2 separate regions of the Gossypium hirsutum genome follow, and region 2 is linked to region 1. The links are chromatin contacts, called in public Hi-C maps. All regions are on one chromosome and are shown on one strand. Each heading gives the region's core, a stretch centred on a gene start, on an enhancer-like site or on the middle of the called end of the contact. The rest is flanking DNA. Distances are from core to core; before and after follow the strand shown.

Evidence for each region. A called contact is a pair of places that touch in the nucleus more often than the background predicts.
Region 2: a contact with region 1 is called in a Hi-C map of leaf, with 4 times the contacts expected there. The contact joins the enhancer-like site here to the promoter of LOC107936631 in region 1. A contact is called at or near these places in 13 of 34 Hi-C or Micro-C datasets (anther, callus, hypocotyl and 2 more).

The regions. Positions count from the first base shown.
Region 1 is chrA07:11,365,985-11,371,732 of Gossypium_hirsutum_v2.1, forward strand. LOC107936631 (probable fructokinase-6, chloroplastic) reads right to left here and starts at 3,913. Exons shown (of 7, transcript XM_016869387.2): 1 at 3,478-3,913; 2 at 2,325-2,533; 3 at 1,865-2,077; 4 at 1,448-1,645; 5 at 1,233-1,370; 6 at 482-598; 7 at 1-326. The coding sequence starts at 3,634. The coding sequence ends at 192.
Region 2 is chrA07:11,473,856-11,480,178 of Gossypium_hirsutum_v2.1, forward strand. No RefSeq gene overlaps it. Among protein-coding and RNA genes, the nearest start is that of LOC121232113, 30 kb to the left of the region's middle. Within about 2 kb of position 2,661, at least 9 of the 9 cell types and tissues checked have an H3K27ac peak or open chromatin away from gene starts, as enhancers often do. A contact at or near this core is called in hypocotyl and leaf, where this site is marked.

The DNA.
Region 1 (5,748 bases), core at 2,663-5,162:
AATCATTTGAGTAATTTTATTGATTTTGTTCCTTGACACATCAATTTACGGAATTATTACTAATGATGCATGAGGCTTTGCATAATACAGAATATTACTATCTTCATTCCGATTTAGTCCTAGTTGCCACAAGACATTTATAGGAATAGATGCCTGAAAGTTGGCTAATCACGGTGTTTGGGGAAGAAAACTTAGGCCACGGTTTTGACGAGAGCATTAACAACAGCTTCTCTAGTCGGCAAAGCGGGAATTGCACCTCTTTCTGTCACGGTCAATGCACCGCAAACGTTAGAAAACTTGAGAGCATTTCTCAATTGGTCTTCGTCCTGCAAGATTAAACGAAAACTTTCAACTTGCTTTTATGTTTGTACCGCATTAATAAGGAGAGAATAACAGCATTCTTGCTCGCAATAACCATACTCGACTCATGGAATCATTTCATGCGGCTAAATTTAAGCATTGATACTTAAAAGGGAAATACCTGAATCAAGGAAAGATCAGAAGCTAGTTGCGATAATGTTCCAGCAACAAAAGCATCCCCGGCACCAGTGGTGTCTACGGCTTCTACTTTCAAGCCCTTCACTTTCCCACTGAATTCCTGAAAAATATTATACATTTCTCAATTCCAGATTCGACAATATACTAGATCGCTCGTTCTCATAACCTGATATTAGGTAAAAGTATCATGGAGGCCTTTGTACTTGGAGTTGAATTACATTTTGCCCCCTTTACTTAAAAAAATGGGCAAATTAGTCTCTATATGTTAGATCAAAGAGCAAACTGATCATTCTATTAAAAATTTATCTATTTCTACTATTAAAAATTGTTCCCTATACATCAAAATGAAATACGCGTAACTTTCTGATTATTCTGTCAACCACATCAATTTTTAACAGTAAAAAGAAATGAAAATTTCAGCAGAAAGGACCAGTTTGCTCTTTGATCTAACGCATAAGGATTAATTCACCTATTTTTTAAATAAAGAGGCAAAATGCAATCTGACTTAATACAGGGCCTCCATAGTACTTTTACCCCTGATATCGGGTCTCGTTCAGGGTCATGAACCCCCTTTCCAAGACCAGTAAAATACGGCCTCTCCCAATCCCATTGCCATCTTACATCTAGAGTGGCAATTCAAGCCATCACTGCTCCGAAGAATCCAGCTGTCAAAATAAATTACATGCAGAAAGTAAAAAAAAAAAAAGTCATAGAAACATATATATCGAGCTTACCTGAGTATAATAACGGCAACCATCCGGGCCCTCTGTAACTAGAAGCAATTTCAAATTCGAGTGGAACAACTTACGGACAACACCATCATCGTATGGATCTTCTCCTTGTGTTAGAAAAGAGATCTCTTCTTCACTTACCTGAAATCCACACTCATTTATTGAAATCATTAATATGGTTATAGCCCTTTCCTTTTACTTTACGCATTGCACTCTACCTTGATAATATCGGCAGTATCCCAAATGCTCAAAATCCCTTTCCTTGCACTCTCCACAGAGGGCCATAATGGAAGCCTAAGGTTGGGATCGTAGGAAAGAACAACACCTGCATCCTTTGCAGCTTTTGCTGCAGCAATGTGAGCCGACTTGCATGGTTCTGTAATAAGACTTATGGAACCATAATGAAAAATCGTAGCCTGCCAAAAGATGAAGGTGAAAACAGAAACAAAAATGCTAAAAAGGAAGGGACCTATACAGCAATTATACACGAACCCACACCTTGCCAACATGATGAATACTAAGGAGATCACTAAACTATTAGTAAATTTATGTTTTGGTCACTAAACTATTTGTTTTCTCACATCTTCCCATTGTATTTTTAGTTTTGTTAATTAACGGTTATAGAGGTGACATACCTTCGTAATCAAATCAAAATCAAGTTCATTTTCTTGAAGCAACATATCAGCACTAGGATTACGATAAAACATGAATTCACGTTCACCGTCACTCCTTAATGTTACGAATGCTAAAGCAGTTCGTGCACCGGGATCAAAACGCATCCCTTCATTGTTGACGTTATTTTCCTTTAATATGTCAGCAAGCATGTACCCGAATTCATCTTCACCAACCTGTCCACATCATACAATACATTAAGCTCTAATACCATGTGCACCATACACCACAAAACCGATAGGTAATAGGGGCCTAACTTGAATATAAGACCAGATTAAACTCGAGACCTAATAGATATAGGATAAAATTACTTAAAATAGAGAAGTTTTATCGATGTAGAGCAGCCAAATTTCATAACTATGAAAGCACAAGCATGAATGAGATATGTTAGTATCATACTCGACAAACAAAAAGAATACATACCTTCCCGATAAAAGCAGATGAACCACCGAGACGAGCTATGCCGACAGCAACATTAGCAGGAGCACCCCCAGGGGCCTTTTTAAATGCAGGAGCTTCCGCCAACGAAAGACCACTGATCGTCGGGACAAAATCTATCAGCATTTCCCCGAAACAAACCACAAGTGAAGAATCCATTATTTCAGGTAACCCATCAACAGAAAGGGCTTTTGCTGAAACAAATAAACAAACATAATGAAAATTATACACCACAGTAATTACAATCCGCAGGTAAAAACTAGAAAACTATAACGTTAGCAATGGAGCATTACTTAACATTCGTGTAGCTTTTACTCTAACAGCAATGTATCAAATAATAATCCCTCTACATTTAAAGCAACAAAATCAACTCCTAATTATCTTTGCATCACTCAACTAATCAAATGGCATCATGTAAAAGTACCATGGAGGGTCTTGTATTAGGGGTCAGGTTATATTTTGCTCCCTTTACTTTAAAAACTGGGAAAATTAGTCCCTATACATTAGATCAAAGAGCAAATTAGTCCTTTCTGTTCAAAATCATCCTTTCTGTTCAAAATCATCCGTTTCTATCATTAAAATAAACAACTCCAAATTATCTTTGCATCACTCAAGCTTATCCGCCACTGAACTAATCAAATGGCACTATATATGTATATATGCAGATTTCCATTTTTTTTTCTCTAAATCAAAATTTACTCTATATATGATGCTATCAATTGCTTAATACTATTAGTCCATTTTTTAAACAGAACTCTTTATATGATCAATAAAATAAGGTAAGCAACTAAATTTGAAAATCCTTGTGCTCCAACTTTTTAGATAATTAAACAACTATTTTAAATCATTTAGTTTTTTTAATTAATTAAGTTTAAAAATCCATAACCCATTCTTTCCGCAGTTCTAAAATTAGCTAATTAGCTTTGTTCTTTTCCTTAAATCATACTTAAAATTAAGTAAGAAGAGAGAAATTAAATACATTTTCCTGAATGATCCCATAAACCACTACAACAACTACAAAAATAAAACTCACAATTACTCAAAATAACCCTAGAAGCAAAGCTAATCATGTGATATAAAAAAAATTTGAATTTAAAAAAAGCCATTTCAGCTATCCTAAATGAAAGCTAAAAAGTACCTTGGACGTGTAATTTAGGAGTAGCGCACTGAAAACGATGAGGAAAATAAAACCCAGAATCTCTAACCTTGCCATGACCCAATTTTACTGATTTATGAACTGGGTAAGAACCCAAACTACCACAAAAGCAAGAGGAAGTTGAGTAAAGAGCAGCCATAAAAGAATTTATATATGAACAAAATTGAAAATGATTGAATTTGGGTGGATGAAGGGTGGGATAGCAACAAGATCAAAATATTTGGGATTTGGGTGCTTTTTTTTTTTTTTTTTCTAAATTTTGGAGAAGAAAAAAAGATAAACAAATGAAGTGAGTGTGAGAGTGTGAGAGTGAGTAATAGAGAAAACGAAGTAAAGAATTTTGTCTCTTTGCGGCTTCGGCTGTTCTTCATTTGGACTTCAAAGCCCAGATTTTAATTTGGAAAGAAGAATCCAATTCTTTTCAGTCCAAAAACAATTTTTCTCTTTTTTATCCTTGCCATGCCAAGCTCTCTCAGTCTCAGTTGTGTATATATTTTTTTTGTTTTATTGTAAATTGGCCCTTGAACTATAGTTTAATTTCTAGGTTGGTTCTTAATTTTTTTTTACAAGAAGTGATATATAATAAGAAGATGGCATGTGGCATATTCCTAGTGAATAGCGTATATTTTTTTTTGGATAAAGTTGGATGGCCAATAAAACAAAGCAAATCCATGGATTAAAAAAATGAACTTGATTATTTAAAAACCCTAAAATTTTTTTTCTCTAAATCATTTTTTTTATCTTTTATTTTGTTCAGGGACGGTGCCAGCCTCCGAGTTGGCTATCGCCCTCCTTTCTCCTCTCCCATCAACCATTTATTTCTTTCTTCTTTTCATTCACTATAGATGTCTTTTCTCTTTTCAGTTTGCAGATTTATTTTGTGGATATCTTTGTTGTCTTCACAAATTGTGATGGACAAAATGACGATATTTTTCCTTTGCTAAAACTCCACTAGCCACTAGTTTTTGTCTGCTCTTATAGCATGTTTTTTAGTCTTGCTTATGCATGTAATCTTAATTTTATAAGTGATTTTAGGGATGATTTTGTTGTCGTCCTCTCTAGTTTGGTGAATGCTCGATTCTTTGGTCGACTTTTGCCCACCACTTTGGACCATCCAGGGCTGATTTCCTTATCGTATTAAATGCTTGCAATCACTCCAGATATGTCGTGTTTGAGTTGTGACAAAGCCAATTGTCAACGTGACATAATATTCTATTGATGCTGAGGTTAAAACATGTGTTATGTTGATGAAGCTTGTCATTCACCATCTACGACAGTGTCTGCTATTTTTTCTCTGAATTGTATGGTTCCATTCATTGAATGAATTAATAAATTTACCTTTCAAAAAAAAAAAAGAACTTGATCTCTTTAAATAAAAAAAAGGATAAATTTTATATTTATAAGTAAATTTTGATTTAATATGCAATGTGATATATAAATTTTTATTTGGTGTTGTTATATACATGAAAATTTCATTTTGCTTTGGTGGTAAACATGATATTTTAATTTTGATTTAGTGTAAACATTTTAAGAAATAAATATATCTATTTATTTTCATATTAGATCAATGTAATTGTTTGTATATAGAATATCTAAATTTAAAAGATGCTACATTAATTGTAAAGCTAATGGTTTGTGAAACCAAATCAAAATTTTACAAAATCAAAATTTATGTATTATATTACATATTTAATTAATTTTTTAAAAGAAATTATATTTATAAAAAAACATATATACTTAATATAATTATTAAATTAAATACTCAAATGTAATTTAAATTAATTATTCTATATACTTAATCTCATTGTTAAATTTCGTTTTTTTTTCTTGACAAAATGCATACAATAATTTCTAGGTATGATTAAACTACTTTTTTTCCTTTGTCAAACTGTATTCTATATACTGATGCTGATAGGTCAGATTTCACCGTATTGTAATTTGAATTTATTTTTATATTTTTGTTCTTGGTTTAGATTTATTTAAGAATGATTTTTTTTAATTTGAATTCGATATTTGAAAAGATTTGAATAGATAATTATAAACTATAACTTAAAAGAATATTATTACAACAAAACACCTTCTTAAATATCTTGATTTATTGTGTTAGCCTTAAAGTGGAAGCCATATGAATGTGTTGTTTCATTATCTATACATTTCTTTTAAAAAAAAAACACACAATTTTAAAAAAAAACACACATTTTTCTTTTCTTTTTTTTTAGAATAATGCCAATTACTTTATTAAATGAGAAAGAA
Region 2 (6,323 bases), core at 1,411-3,910, 110 kb after region 1:
AGTCCCTATACTCAAAAACTAACATTTAACTTTACAATTTAGTCTCTTTTTCATTTCTAAGCTTATAAACTAACATATTAATACCACAAACTTCAAAAATCATCAATGAAAAAATATATAATTTAACTAAATTTAACTACAACAATCTCAAAAACATAAAAATTATGAAAAATAAATTTCTCACAATGCAAGGCTACTAAGCTTGGCCGAACTTCCTTTTGCTTAACAATGGAGAAACGATGGTGGAGAAGAAGAGACGATGAAATTTCTCTTTCCTTCCACCTTGTTTCTATTACTTTTATTTTTATTACTTTTTTAATATTATTCATTATAAATTATAATGAAACACAGGCTACCTAATGCACTAACAATCCACCATCTTCTAAAATTGGCTAATTGTGACTTTGAATCTTTAATTATTTACTATATATACCCTCTATTAAATAAAAGTTATTAGTGATTCAATTTTATCATTTTTATAATTTATTTATTTTTACATTAATTAACTATTCGATCATTAAAATTATTTGACCAAAATTTTTGATATTATTATAATAAACTCGTAAATATTAAATAATAATTTTTACAGACTCGATCATCAGTAAATAGTATTTTTAAACCGCCATTTCGATACCATTAAAAAATGAGCTATCACAGGATATATATTGTTTATATTCACAATTGTAATTGTACATTAAAAAAAACTTTCATTTTATATTATTTAATAATTAAAAAAAGCATTTGGTAAAATAGATACAAAAATTTGTTTTCAATAATGACAATATCAGAAAATTTTAAATTTTTTTACATTTATATGAATTTGAATCAAGATAATAGATTTAATAATGTGTTTTAAAAAATTTTTGTCGTATATTGCGTTTTTGATAAAATAGTGAAAACAAAATTTTTATTTTTATTTTATGATTTATATATTTTTTCATTAATAATGTTTTCTACAATATTTTCCATTTTGAAAAATAAAATAAAAAATAAAAAATGACATATGTTTCCTAAAACCAAATAGAGTGTTAGGTTCCATTTTATTTTTAAAAATATTTTATATTTTCATTTTTAAAAATTAACGTTTATTTTTATTTTTTTGAAAATTGAAAAGCATGTTTGTTAAATAAAAGCAAAAAAAAATAATTTCAATAATGAAAACATGTTTAATACGTATTTTCATACAATAAAAAGATCATAATCAAAATAAAAAAAATTATATATTTTAATGAGTTCGAACTACGATAACAAATTTGATATTTGAAAATTATTGAAATAAAAAAAATTGAATTTAGATGTGTTTTAATCCTAGTCCATTTATATAAAATTAAAAATAATTTAATTTTTTCAATTTTACAAAATATTTTTGGTCAAAATAATTAAAAACAATTTAATTACAAAATCGAAAATGATTTTTGTTTCTTAAAATCAAACAAAGTCTTAAAATTTTTTTTATCACAAAAAAAATAGAAACAGATCAATCAATCGAATAGGATTAAATTGAAAATAGTTAAAACATATTTAATGATTTATCAAACATACATTTAATTGCAATAAAAAATGAAAAAGTTATTTAAGAAATAAAATAATTTAAAGACATTTAAACTTTTTAAATCTTTTTCTGTATGCCTTTTTCCTCTAATCTCATTTAATTAAAGCTATTTTTTACTGTAATTAAAACTTTAAATCATAGAGTCGTTATAGGTTTAAAAACCAAAGTTTTGGACTTTACTATAAAAATAATGTCAACCATCTTTTAGCATATAAGACAAATGCAACCAACCAATCAATCAACCCTAACCATAGATATCCTAATTATGATAATGGATTAGAAAAAAAAAACTAATAATTTTCTCAACTGTTATGTTACAATTTCTGAAATAAGTATTTTGAAGTAGCGAAAATGATGACAATTGCTCAAGGACAAACAATCAGTTTACATGTTATCATAAAATCAAGTGGTGCTTTACTTGTATTCTAAATCCAAATCGTATTATATATAGTATTATTTTATTAAAAAACATAAAAAAATAAAAATAAAAATATATTTACATTAATATTTGTTTATTTATAAAAGTAAAGTACTTTTATAAGCACAAAGTATAAACAATGCACATGTATTTAACAATTTCAAAAATGAACACAATCACAAAGTGTTGGATTTGGTGTTTTAACTGTAGTATTTTCGTCAATATGTAGTTGTAATTTTTTGAAATAAATTGGTTAATAAAACAAATTTACTTGATTACATTAATATACTTTGTATAATTATCCTCACATGGTTTTTGTATGTAAAATAAAATGGAAGAAAATGTTGCTCATTAATTGTCTAATGTTTAACTAATACTAAGCGATATTACATGGTTGGATCGTAGTACGAAAAGACATCTTATGTTAATAAATCTAAACATGTCTTTAGTCTAATCTAAAAAGAGAAAACCGATTGAAAGATTAAAATGTCATCTATCAAGTCCAATTTAAGAGATGTCTTTTCTTGGGCATTGTAATAGGTCCATTTTGCCCGGCCCGAGCCCAAACCAATAAAAACAAGATAAGTAAAAAGATTCAGCAGTCCATTTACACATTAAAAGGACCCAAATATAAAACCAAGCCCGAAAAACCCAAATAACCTAAATTCCTAACCCACTTCCTACCGGCCCGATAGGCCCAATGCCTAAACCAATCTCAGCTAGCAGGAAATCCTAGTCTCCCTTAACGCCGCACGTCCCATGTGCCTCGTCGGCACGTCCAACGCCTGAGGCTCGACTCCCCTTTGTCCCGTTGCACCAAAACGAAAGCCCCCCTTTGTTGACCTTCCCCGACCTGCAAACATACCCAAAAGAGGAACAGAGACAAGGCAACACGCAAAGGTAAACAGTAGAAATAGAGGCCTAAACGAAAATAAAAAATAGATTGTATTTCGGCTATAAAGCCAAGAAAGAACAGATTGTATTTTTTTTTACAGACGATTAAGCAATCAAAAAGCAAAAAACAAAAAAGGTTGATTTTAAATCTCAATTTCTTGTTCTTTTTTCTTTCGATTTTATTTTTTATTTATTTTTCTACCTTTTAAATTTATTTTTAACAAAAAAATAAATAAAAAGGAAAAGGAAAAACTTACCCAAAACCCCGGGTTTGCGTCGCTGGAGTCTTCTTTCCCGTCGTCGGAATCGACCCAAGGAGGAGGCAGGGGGTTCTTTCTCTTTTGTTTTCTTCGGTCTAGGGAGCCTCACCATCGAATCGCCCTTCAAGAGGGTCACAAACCCGATTCCATGAGGCTTTGGACCACCGTCTACGGTGGAATCCACGGCGGGTTCACGATGGTCTAACGGCGGCTCAAAGAGGGCTATAAACCCTAGAAAAAAAATGCAAATGGGGGGGTATTCTCTGAAATTTTTTAGAAAAGAGGAAGCAAATAAAAAAATGGCTTAAATGATAATGCAAAAAGGGTATCGTTTTGCACCTGGGTTTCTAACGCTGAAACGGCATCGTTTGGAGGGCCCGTGCGCGACCCGACCCACTCTAGGGGGGTCCACGCGTTTCCTTTAAGAGGGAAAATATCTACTTTAGTCCCTCCGCTTTTGTGATGCGCGCAATTTAGTTGTATCCTATTTTTATTTTTTTTAATTTCATCACAAACTTTTAACTTTGTTTTATTCTGGTCCTTAGACCGTTTAAAAGGGTTAAATGCTTGAAACGAGGGCATTTTGAAGACAAGGGATAATTTCCCTGTTGGTCCTTTCTTGTTTTCATACGTCAAATTATAACCCTTATGTTATTTGTTTCATTTAATTTGTCTCTTTAACTTTATTTTAGCATCAAATTAACCTCTCGTTTGGATTCTTTTATTTATTCGTCCACTCGCTATTATTTGAGAATTTAAATTTCAGTTTATCTTTTAGTTTTGTTTAAGTTCCGACTTAGTCCTTTTGTTCTAATTAATTAATTAATTTATTTATTTACTTGTTCATTTGTTCATTATTCTTTTATTTTATTTGTTCGCTCCTTCGTTTACTTGTTCATATATATATATGTATGTATATTATACATTCATATTTTATTATAATCCTTGTGTTCATTTGTCATTGTCCTTTCGTTCCTCTTTAAATTTTTGTTTGTTTTCATTTAATTATTTTATTTATAATTTTGTTATTATTGTCATTTCAGCATCTATCATTTTTACTTCATTGTTATTTATTCCTTTATCCATTTATTATCTTTTTATATATGTATATATATTTTTAAAGGAAACTGAATTATTTATATTACCTATCGTTATTATTATTATTGTTATTACTATTTATATTTATTTATCTACCTATGTTTTATTACAAATTATATTTTAAATTTCATTTATCCTTTAATTTGGTTCTTTACTTTCAATATTTTTTAAATCTTTTCCCTTATATTTATTTATTCATTATTACTTTATTATTATTATTATTATTTATTTCATCTTTACTTATTCATATTCATATGTATTATTGTTATTGCAATTTGTCTGTTAATATTACCATGACTATTATAGTATATTAGTATTATCATATCATTTATTTATCATATATTCTTGGCTCGTATAGTTGTTTTATTTTATTGCATTATTATTCCCCATGAACTATGTTTACATATAATTGATTGTCTTTGTATTATGCTTCAAAATAACCCATGGCATTTTGAACTTACGTTTGATAAAATTTTTAAGAAATAAAGAAAAATTTAAAGTAAGGCAATGTTCTGCATTTGAAAATTCGAGAGATCGTGCCCTAACGTACTGGGTTTTGATTTTTCTCGTTTGATCCGAATGACCGAATAACCTTTAAGAATTAAAACGTATGAGTTTTGAAAATCAAAAGGCCAACTTATTCTCGAGGGTCTGAAATGTTGCGTCCTAAAGTACTGGATGTGGCATTTTATTACTTTGGGATTAGAAGGTCTTTAGAATCCAATTCGATTTACTCAAGCAAATTCTTTGTATAGATCAACGTAAAAAAAGGGATCGTATTCTAAATTCTTTTCGAGTTTTTTTAGATTTCGACATTAAGACATTAATTAATAAATTAGGTACCAATTTTGGGCGTTACGAGGGTGCTAATCCTTCCTCGTACGTAACTGACTCCCGAACCCATTTTCTCAAATTTCGTAGACCAAAATCGTTGTTTTAATAAAACAAAATGTTTTATTAAAATAACCAAATTTCTAGGTGATCTGATCACACCTAAACAAAAAGATTGGCGGTGACTCCCAATTTTCGTTTATCGTTTTCAAAACCAAAGTCGATCCTCGTTTTCAAAAGAAAGGTTTCGACAGCTTGGCGACTCCGCTAGGGAACACTAAAAGAGTCGAGCCACAAGTTGATTAACTTTTGTCTTGTTGTCGAAAATAAAAAATTTGGTTTCGAAATACGATCCTTTCTTTGTACTTCATCTATTATTTTTGTGGTCTATGATACATTACATGTTTCATTGGTTTGAGTCTTTAAATAGTTTTTCATATCGCATTACATGATCGTTTGATCTTCCCTTTTTAAGTGGGAGTGAGAAACTATTCCTTCATGAGGTTTTCACCTCCGTGTAGGATAGTGGATCGCTTTCGGGATACATCTGTACCTATGTCTTCGTGAGATTTTCATCTCCGTGTAGCCATAGGGAAATGTATTCCCCTGAACCGAACTCAATCCATATGAGCCTATAATGGGTGAAGATTGAGGAATCTGCTGGTTCAGGTACCCTTACTCTAGAACCGAGCAGCATATAATGAGCCCTAAGAGCCAACCCTAGGTAGAACTACTCCAAACCTTAGTGGTTATCCGAATAGGTGCTTGATTATTTCCTATTTGCTTTGGATTCTATTTTTGTATACTGACTTGTTGTATTTTGTTGTTATTGCATGGCATTACATTATACGAATGTGTTGATTCACGTTCAGTTACTAAATAGAAAAGCTTAACATGGAAAAAAGGTTTCTTGATAGAGTGGAGGATAATGCGGTAGTCCGAGTATGGTCCGAAAGGACGCAGCAAGAGAAGGGAGATAGTTTGATCAAGGGATATGAATCGGAATTGTAGGATTTCACTCGCATTAGTGTGACCCAAAATGACTTGCGAGAATTGAAGGAAATATGGAACAGTTGGAACGATAAGGTCAAGCAGTTGTTTTACCGCAATTATGGAGACATAGCTTATTTACTCGAGGTGAAAGTCGACAAACACTTATTCCGGGCTCTTGCCCAGTACTGGAATCCCACATATAGTTGCTTCACTTTTGGGTGGGTTGATTTGGTACCTACTGTGGAAGAGTATATGGCCGTACTTCGTTGCCCGAGGA